Regions from separate parts of the Mus musculus genome. Here region 2 is linked to region 1. A link is a contact called in public Micro-C data. All regions are on one chromosome and are shown on one strand. Each heading gives the region's core, a stretch centred on a gene start, on an enhancer-like site or on the middle of the called end of the contact. The rest is flanking DNA. Distances are from core to core; before and after follow the strand shown. Region 1 holds the start of Arg1 (arginase, liver). Region 2 overlaps Gm51762 (a long non-coding RNA gene).

Region 1 (4,290 bases), core at 1,124-3,623:
TTTAACAGCAAATACCTATGAATGAATGTATAAAGCTAGTAACGGCCGTAGCACTGTTTTCAAAACGTAGTCACCGGCTCACTCTACATTTGCGAGACCCCGACAGAAGTAAATGTAAGGTCAAGCGATTTTGAAAAAGAGGAGCACCAGTTCCTTTCCTGAAGCTCTAACGTCCTCCGGAAGCCCTACCAATGAGGCTGCATGGATTGGTGCAGCCACAGGTGATGAGCCCAGGGCATAGAGGAAACTGGAAGATGGAGCAGCATATCGTTTATAACAGCAACTTGGCATCTGATGGAGATAGCTCAGTGGTAACGTGGGGAGTCTGTCCATTTGGTGCTGGTGGGGAAACTGGGAGAGACAAAGGGGAAATGGAGGATTTAAACAAAATACAAAAAAAAAAAAATGGACGCAACAGTCAGCAATCACTGTGAATAGCAAATTCTTCATGCATCCAAGACTTAAGCCCAGCATCTTTCAGGCAGGAAAACAATCTACCCCTGAATGGCATTTTTCTTCTTTTCTTTTTACCTTTGGGGCAGGTTCTGTGTTGACCTTTGAACTAACCCTATAACCCCAGCAGGTGTTGAACCTATAATCCCCCTGCCTCATCCTCTCAAATAGCTGGAATTTGTGGGCCAGCACCAAGAGGCCCAAAGAAAGAGAAAGTTTAAATTAAATAGAAGAAAATGTAGAGGTATTGACAGGTGGTGGTATCACACACCTTTAATCCCAGCACTCAGGAGGCAGTGACAGATTGCTATCTGTGAGTTCAAGGTTAGCCTGGTCTATAGGGCTAGTTCTAGGGTAGCCAGAGCCACACAAAGAAAACATGTCTCCAAAAAGCAAACAAAAATGTAGAGGTGCACATTTGGGATCTGGGAGCAGGTAAAACTTAAATTCCTAGCTAGCTTCAAATATATAGGAAAATTCTATCTTACATAAATCAATTTTTTAAAAAAATCTATAACCGTATATCAGAAAAACATAGTAAGATGAAAAATATATTTGAAAAGGAGGTATCAAAATGGTCCTGAGGGACTTTGGCTTCTTGATTTATTCATTCAATAAATGCAATACATTTATTCAATCAATAAGTCAATGTTTATTTTGTACTGAACGATTCTATGTACTGATGGTAGAGGGAACAGAATCTTTCTTGAGGTATTAAAATTCTGGGTGCTTTTTGTCCTCACAAGGTTAAAGAAATTTACTTCTGACATGTGGGTTTTCTTTTTAAAATTATAATCATGTAACTTTGTAACTGGGAGAATACTTGGTTGTGTTTCTTCTAAATTAATACTTTTAAAAATATTTCTTTAGTGTTGGGGGTGGCTTTACACAGGGACCGGACCACATCACCCACGTGGAGGTCAGAGATCAACTTGGAGGAGTTGACTCTTTCCTTGCACCAAATGGGTTCTTCGGGTCAAACTCGGGTCATCGGGCTTGGTGTTACCGGCTGGCCTCTCTCATCTGCCCTAGATCTCAGGGGGCCCTGCTGACACTCTGCTGGTGTGTAGATTAGAATCGCGGCAGCTCGGCGGGTGCAGAATGCCCATTGCTCCGTTTCGATTCTTCTGCAACCTGTATGTGACTAGCAACCTCACCAAGCTGCAGTCTCTTCCTGGGCAAAACAGCATAAGAATGATTCTCAGTCTGAAGTTAGTTTAAAGAGGAAACAGGAAGCGAAAGAACATTAACTAGAATAGCACTTGGCACACGACAAAGACAACTCATATTAGCTAGTTTGCTTTCCCTATCTTGGGATATCATGATTCCAAAAATGAGATTTTCCTGGAGACTGTATTTCAAAAATAGAACTGCTTTGGGTTGTCAGGGAAATAAATGATGCCTTCCTGTAAATAATAATAATAATAACAACAACAACAATATAAAACAAAAACCAGCCCCATGCTTTCCTAGACAGTGTAACCTGGTGACACATGAAATGTGTCTCACTTTCCCCAGAACTTGAAGCCTTGACTCAGGATGCTCAACAGGAGGGAAGTAAGAGACACCCCCCCCACCCCCTCACCCCCCCCCCCCACTTGCTGTTTTAGCCTCACCTTGCAAGTCCCCAGTGGACTTAAATCCTGGAAAAGGTGAGCACCCTGCCCTGAGGTGCCCAGGCCGGAAGCCTAGCACTTCACATGAGGTTATGAAATCACACATAATTGTCAATTGTCTGAGGAGAGATTAATGTCATCCAGCTGGCTTTTTCAAAAGGGTGTGAACTGGACGGATGAATAATGCTCAGAGGGAAGAATGGTAGTTCCTCTGATGGGGAGGTTCTGTTGACTCTGTCATTCTTCCATTCGGTGGGCGGAGCCAGTTGTTGGATAAACAGATCCAACCTGATTATAAGGGGGGAAAAAGATGTGCCCTCTGTCTTTTAGGGTTACGGCCGGTGGAGAGGAGCTGGACAGCCCGAGCACATGCAGCAGCAGCAGCCGCTGGAACCCAGAGAGAGCATGAGCTCCAAGCCAAAGTCCTTAGAGATTATCGGAGCGCCTTTCTCAAAAGGACAGGTGAGTTTGGCTTTGAATGACTGGAATTTATTGGGAAGTGTTACATTTTAACACTTGCCAGGCATCGTGGTCTAGCTGCAAGCTGGAAATGTTACATTCTTAACACTTAACAGGCGTTGCCTTGGGGCTACAAGCTTCCCAGCACCATCTGGGCTCCAGGTGCTAGAGCTCAAGTCTCTTCACCACTGTGTGGCATAGTATGCTTGCCGACTTTTGGATCCTGCCAAAGTCCATTTCAAGACAAAGAGTCACTACAAAGCTTGAAGAAAAACCCTCTGGATGTAGATCACCTGTGTCTGGGCTGCAGTTTCTCTCATAGTTACGGTGGCTCTTGGTGCTTTTGATGTTTTCTGAGTATGGAGTGAGAGATTGTAAGAAAACACATTAGTCTGGTTACGTAATTCATGCTTAGAAAAATGTAATGGGTGGTGGTAGGTAGCCTTTAGGCTTGTTTTAATTTGGATAACTTAAATAATAGAGCTTTTGCAAGTTTGCGAAGAATTCATGGTATTTTGAGCTTAATGATTTTGAGTATTAGTTGGGGGGGGGAGATGGGGGGGGAGGTGGGGGGTTTACATCTCTCTTTAAGGAGAACAAATAAAACAATACATCAGGTCTGCACGACTAATGGATCCATAAATCTCTGCCTAGCCCGCCTAAGTGACTCACGCATGTCAGCACTGCCTAAATGCGCTCCTCATTCCCCGTCTGCGTGGATACGCTCAGGCTGCTAATTAGAATGAGATAGCAGGATGCCTTAGGCTCCAACTCTCTGTGTTTAAAAAGGACGGGGGGAATCCAAGCCAAGCAAGGTGGTGTGTGACTCCTGGGTCCTTTTGTTTTACGTGGGGTCTTTCTCTTGGCTTTTAGACTCAGGCAGCCTTTAGCCTTTTAAACTGTGGAACCTAAAGATATAATCTGCCCCCCGCCCCCCCCCACACACACACCCTCTTCACTATACAAATTGTGGAAGGTTGGAGACCCAGACTGTATTTGGTATCAGTAATAGCATTTCACCTTCTATGGAAAAATCTCCACAGAGCTCTCCCAGAACACTAGAATATGGGGGTATTTTGTTGATTCATGATGCCTTTAAAACCACAATATGGCCGGGCGTGGTGGCGCACGCCTTTAATCCTAGCACTCGGGAGGCAGAGGCAGGTGGATCTCTGAGTTCGAGGCCAGCCTGGTCTACAAAGTGAGTTCCAGGATACCCAGGGCTATACAGAGAAACCCTGTCTCGAAAAACCAAAACAAACAAACAAACAAAAAATCACAATATGGGTCTGGATAAGTGGCTCAGTGGTTAAGAGCACTTGCTCCTCTTTGAGAAGACAAGGGTTCAGTTCCCATCCCCCACACCAGACGGCTCACAGTTGCCCATAGCTCAAGTTCCAGAGAACTCAGCACCATGTTCTGCCTCCATGAGCCACCCCCACATGCACACACACATAATGAAGCAAACATTTAAAAAAAAATCCATAATATGCTTACCTGTTCTTTTGTTTTAAAATTTTTACTTTTCTTCTTAAGTGTGTGTGTGTGTGTTTATGTCTTCAAGATTCATATACATTCAGGCACTGGGCCATCTCACCAGCCCTTCATTTATCCTTGAAATGGTTTATAAAACAGACTTGAAAATGATGACAACAACAACAACAATTAAAAAAAAAAAAAGAGGGAGGGAACCCAGGAGGACAGCAGGAAGGAAACAGACTTTGGCCTCTGGGCATCAGCAGAGGCCACCATCATGGTCAAA
Region 2 (4,290 bases), core at 605-3,104, 200 kb before region 1:
TTATGATTTTCACAATAAAGGACCGTTTTCTAGGATGCCTCAATAAATTTACTGCCCACATTATAGCATCAATCCTGAAGGAGAAACAACAAGCCTGCTTTATTCAATTTTGTGCAATAGACTACAATAAACCCAGAGAGTGTATACTGCATTAAACAAGAACAATATGACTCAAAATCGCAACTCTACTGTCAAGGTCAACAGTCATTTGCAGAGGAAATATCTGCTGAGAAATTGAACCATGGATATTCTGTTGTTTTTACAACTAAAGTCAATCTTTTGGTTTTATTTGACTATCAAGAAGTGATATCAGACAAAGTTTGAGTAACTGAAAATTCATTTCGGGCCTAAAGACCTGGGAAGAGGGTGACAGGACAAGAAGAGACAGCCCCAGGAAGAAGACCTGTTGCCTTCGGAAATCACACCCAGTTATTTCCATCTTGTAGCAAAAGATGCTCTTAGGATGCCAAAAGCATTCACAATTGACTTTGCCTTCTCCCACTCTCCCACTTAAACTTGGAGCCATCTTATGTGGGAAGGAAATCTATCAATGACCTGATATGAACTCATAATTCCTCATCTTCAACATGAACAAGGCCAGTCAGAGACATGAAATAGAGGATTCCAGAGTCACTTGGGCAGCACCGGTCTATCTCTAGAATTCCTGAGGAAGGTGGGAACGGAGCTAGCAGGGAAGAGGAAAAGGAAGTACTGACGGTCACTGAGGACCCCAGGGAGAATGTGCTCACTGCCCTAACCTTTGACCTCCTCGAACCTCTCAGCTGACAACAGAGACAATAGACTTATGTTTGAAACAAAGGGCTTCCTGATGTAGTTTTGTGAGCTACCTCAGTGTTATTCTTTTGTGTGCTTCTCCAAGGTTGATCAGGGCAGTTTCTAGTCCTTAAGCATGCCACAGATTTTGAAAACCACTAAACTGAACAACAGCAAAGGGCTTGTCAAAGTCATGTTTACCAGAGATGTGACGACTCTGATGGCTTCAGCACAAGATGCGGGTGTCCTCCAAGAAGTGTCCTTGGAAATCAGTCCCAGAATATGCAGTTTGGCAATAATGACATCAGGCAAAAATGAAACATTAAAGATTTAGTTTTAATTAAAATATTTTAAGACAGAATAACCGGTTTTGGTCAGAAATTAACAACTGAGAACAGAATGAGGCTTAAATAGCAAAGAGAGATGGAGGGACTGAGTCCTCTGCCTTCTATAACCCAGAACTTGGGAACATTCCAGTCAGTGTTTTTAATGTTGTGAACAGGGGGAGGTCAGTAAGCAAAAGTGCTCTGAACTTTACATTCATCTTTCCCCCAACAACCCTTAATTGCAAGTCTTCAGCACCACCTCTAAATTCCTAGGAAAAACATGACTTCCCCAGGAAATCTCCCTTCCTTGAGGAGGTATCCTTTCCATCAAGCTTGGCGTGCAGAGAAATCTGCCTCATGCCTTTTTCTTCTCTACCCACTCCCAAGGATCAGCCAGTATTCCAGCTGGAATCCTGTCGCTCCTGGGGGGCAATCTCAGATAAAACAGACTTAGGAGCCTAGAATTACCCAGAATTGGTGAGGCGGTCGAGGTGGTGGTGAATGAAGCAGTGATCTGAAGTTCAACAGTAGGAGAGTGTGTGACAAAAGTCTTCCTAGGGTGACACAGCATACACATGCACTCAACCCAGAGAGAGCCAAGGACAGATCACAGTATGGATACCAGTGAAGTTCAACTTGATGAATCATGAGTTTTAGTGGGGTTACTTACAGAAGCAGAAATGACTCAAAGACAGCTGCATTACCCAAATCCACGCCAGCAGTGGGGGACAGCTCACGAAGCTGGGAGCCTGGAGCACACTGCACAGCCTGTGGGTTTCCACGTTTTCCACGCAGCTGGTCTGGACTCAGAGTCTTCTGCTTAAGGAGTTTCTTTGCAGATTGGAATGTTTCAGTTTCCGAGAAAACTGTTGCACAATAGAGGGGTAACAGGAAGAGCCACTGAGGGGAGATGGGATTAGCCAACTCCTGAGGCTTTTCTCAGAATAGGGCTAGACAGTGGAAATTTGTTGACTGAAGAAATTTTATTAGACGTTTGCTTGTGTTCTGGCGTCTCTGTCAGAGAAGCCATAAAAGTTGAGATGGGAGCTGGACGGATGACTTAGTGGCTAAAAGTGCTTCTTGTTCTTCTAGAGACCCGAGTCTAGTTCTTAGCTCCTAACTACCTGTAACTTCAGTTCCAGGGTATCTGACCTTCTTCTGGTCTCTGTAGGTGTCCCCACACCCTCCACGATATTCCTTATAATTTATAAGATGAGATGACTCATTTCACGTTGCTTTTGAAAATGTTTTCTTCTGAGACAGTTATTAGACCTTTCTTTAGTTTTTGACAGTTGGACCACTGCTTCATTTCATAGTTGGCTTGTGTGATGGTGCCTTTATCATCAACTAGAGAACAAGTGTGTAGTGTCGAGAGTGGAAGCAAACACTCCCCCTGGAATTGCAGTGGTGGAGTGGAGGACTAGCTGGGAGGGTGGGGGCTGGAGTTTGAGGAGCCCCAGAAATGCCTTGGTCAGTGTCTTTGGGGGTGAGAAAAGGTTAGACGTTGTTCTGTGGAGGCAGCAAAGACTCGTGGGTAGCAGGAACAGGAGATAGAGTCCTCCTCCAGGCTTCCCCTGACTGCCTTTTCTCTACGTTCCAAGCTCTGAGAAGGCAAAGAGAAGAAAACATCATAGATGGGCTCATTTGAATCCTGGGACATGGATGGAAGGAGCCTTAGAAAGCTTCACTCAGAGAAAAGTCTGAGACCTTTTGTTTCCAAATCACATTATTTCAGATACTGGGAGTCGTGGCTCTGAGATAACCGTGCATCGCTTTCTGAATAGAAGTTCATTGCCCTTGGAAAAGCTCTTAACCAAACCTGATTTGATTTTTGTACATGTCCCCTCTGTTCTTTTCACTTCCCAGAAAGCAATTTCAGAGGTAAATAGTTATCTGCCAGATCCACTAGATTTAACAAATGTAGCATAATTCTATAATTCTCTGTGATTTCCCAATTACTCTTTAGCTGCCGCTTCAAATTGCTGAAGGAGCGTATTTACTTATGAATTTAACTTGTTGATCTAAATTCTAGGCAACTTAGTTTCCAAATAAATTGACATTTATAATCATTTAGAGCAATATTGCAAGATGTAAGGCAAATATTTATTCTGGGAATAAGTACTTCAAGCTCATGGGTTTATTCCAATTTCCTGCCTTCTCATTACTTTTTCGGGTTATTTTCTTCTGTTAGCTTTCACATTCTTACATAATCCTTAGGGAAACTAAATTTAAACATTTTTAATGGAAATTTCTAATATTTAGATAAATAAGTGTTAGGAACAAGCAAAAGAAACTTCTTGTAAATGCTACCATTTTGTTTTCAGACTCTGTTTAATCATAAAAAGAAATGAAATTCAGGGTCCCAGGCATAGGGGAGCTGGGGACTTCCCTTTAACTGAACAGCTTCTATTGTAAACAGTTGTCTAGTCCAGCCATCTCAAGGACAACCTCTTCAGACTGCTGGCAGGGTCAAACAAGATTATGTTCCCAGCCTAGGGACAAACACCTACCCAACTTCTCCATGTTTTCTTAATTGTCTGTTAAATTAGTAAAGAATATAGACATTGCTGTTATCTAAGCCAAGGTGCATACATTATAAAAATATATATACTAATTTCCTGTTATGCCCTAATTAACTACATGCAGTTGACCCACTGCTTTGTCCTCTTATCACTCTGAGCTCCAGACCTACAGTCAAGGAGAATGAGTTAAGGACCTTGAGCCAGGTGCCCTGGATACGGCCCAGTCTCCAACAGGTTCTCCCTTGCTTAATCCATAATGTCAAAATACAATTGGATAACACTGCAGTTCACCCATCTCTTTGTGTTCCCTTCCTTTAAAAATGTTCAGATCCAGAACTGGCTGCCTCCCTGAGAGCTCAGAAAATAAAGTTTTCATATTTAAGCTTCCATCTCTGAAATGAACTTTTTCAGCTTCCACCCTGAACCCAACATTAGTAAAGTAAACGAGTAGACCAGTTGGTGTGGGGAGGAAGGGAGAAAGAGTTCAGCAGTTCAACCCAGATAAGAATAAAGTTAACTTTTACAAGTGTGTATTATTAGCTTAACACTCTAAGGCCTAAAAAAATGGCTGTTAAAGTTGCTGGCTGGATTGCACAGCTAAATAGTAACAGTTCCATATTTCAAGAGACCACGTAAGTACTTTGCATATGTTGCCATCAGACTTTTTT

What was found. A called contact is a pair of places that touch in the nucleus more often than the background predicts.
Region 2: a contact with region 1 is called in a Micro-C map of macrophages, with 8 times the contacts expected there. The contact joins the enhancer-like site here to the promoter of Arg1 in region 1. A contact is called at or near these places in 2 of 39 promoter capture datasets (3T3-L1-derived adipocytes and cranial neural crest), 2 of 484 Hi-C or Micro-C datasets (cranial neural crest and macrophages), 3 of 115 datasets of contacts at active chromatin or transcription factors (microglia, neural progenitor cells and stem cell-derived neural progenitor cells) and 2 of 9 other capture datasets (embryonic stem cells and liver).

Annotation. Positions count from the first base shown.
Region 1 is chr10:24,925,553-24,929,842 of GRCm38.p6, reverse strand. Arg1 (arginase, liver) reads left to right here and starts at 2,373. Exons shown (of 8, transcript NM_007482.3): 1 at 2,373-2,531. The coding sequence starts at 2,475. It overlaps Gm40616 (a long non-coding RNA gene), which reads right to left. Exons shown (of 4, transcript XR_001779741.2): 2 at 4,026-4,290; 3 at 2,070-2,881; 4 at 1-351.
Region 2 is chr10:25,126,200-25,130,489 of GRCm38.p6, reverse strand. It overlaps Gm51762 (a long non-coding RNA gene), which reads right to left. Exons shown (of 2, transcript XR_003948858.1): 2 at 1,090-2,703. Among named protein-coding and RNA genes, the nearest start is that of Gm36313, 26 kb to the left of the region's middle. Within about 2 kb of position 1,854, at least 64 of the 459 cell types and tissues checked have an H3K27ac peak or open chromatin away from gene starts, as enhancers often do. A contact at or near this core is called in macrophages, where this site is marked.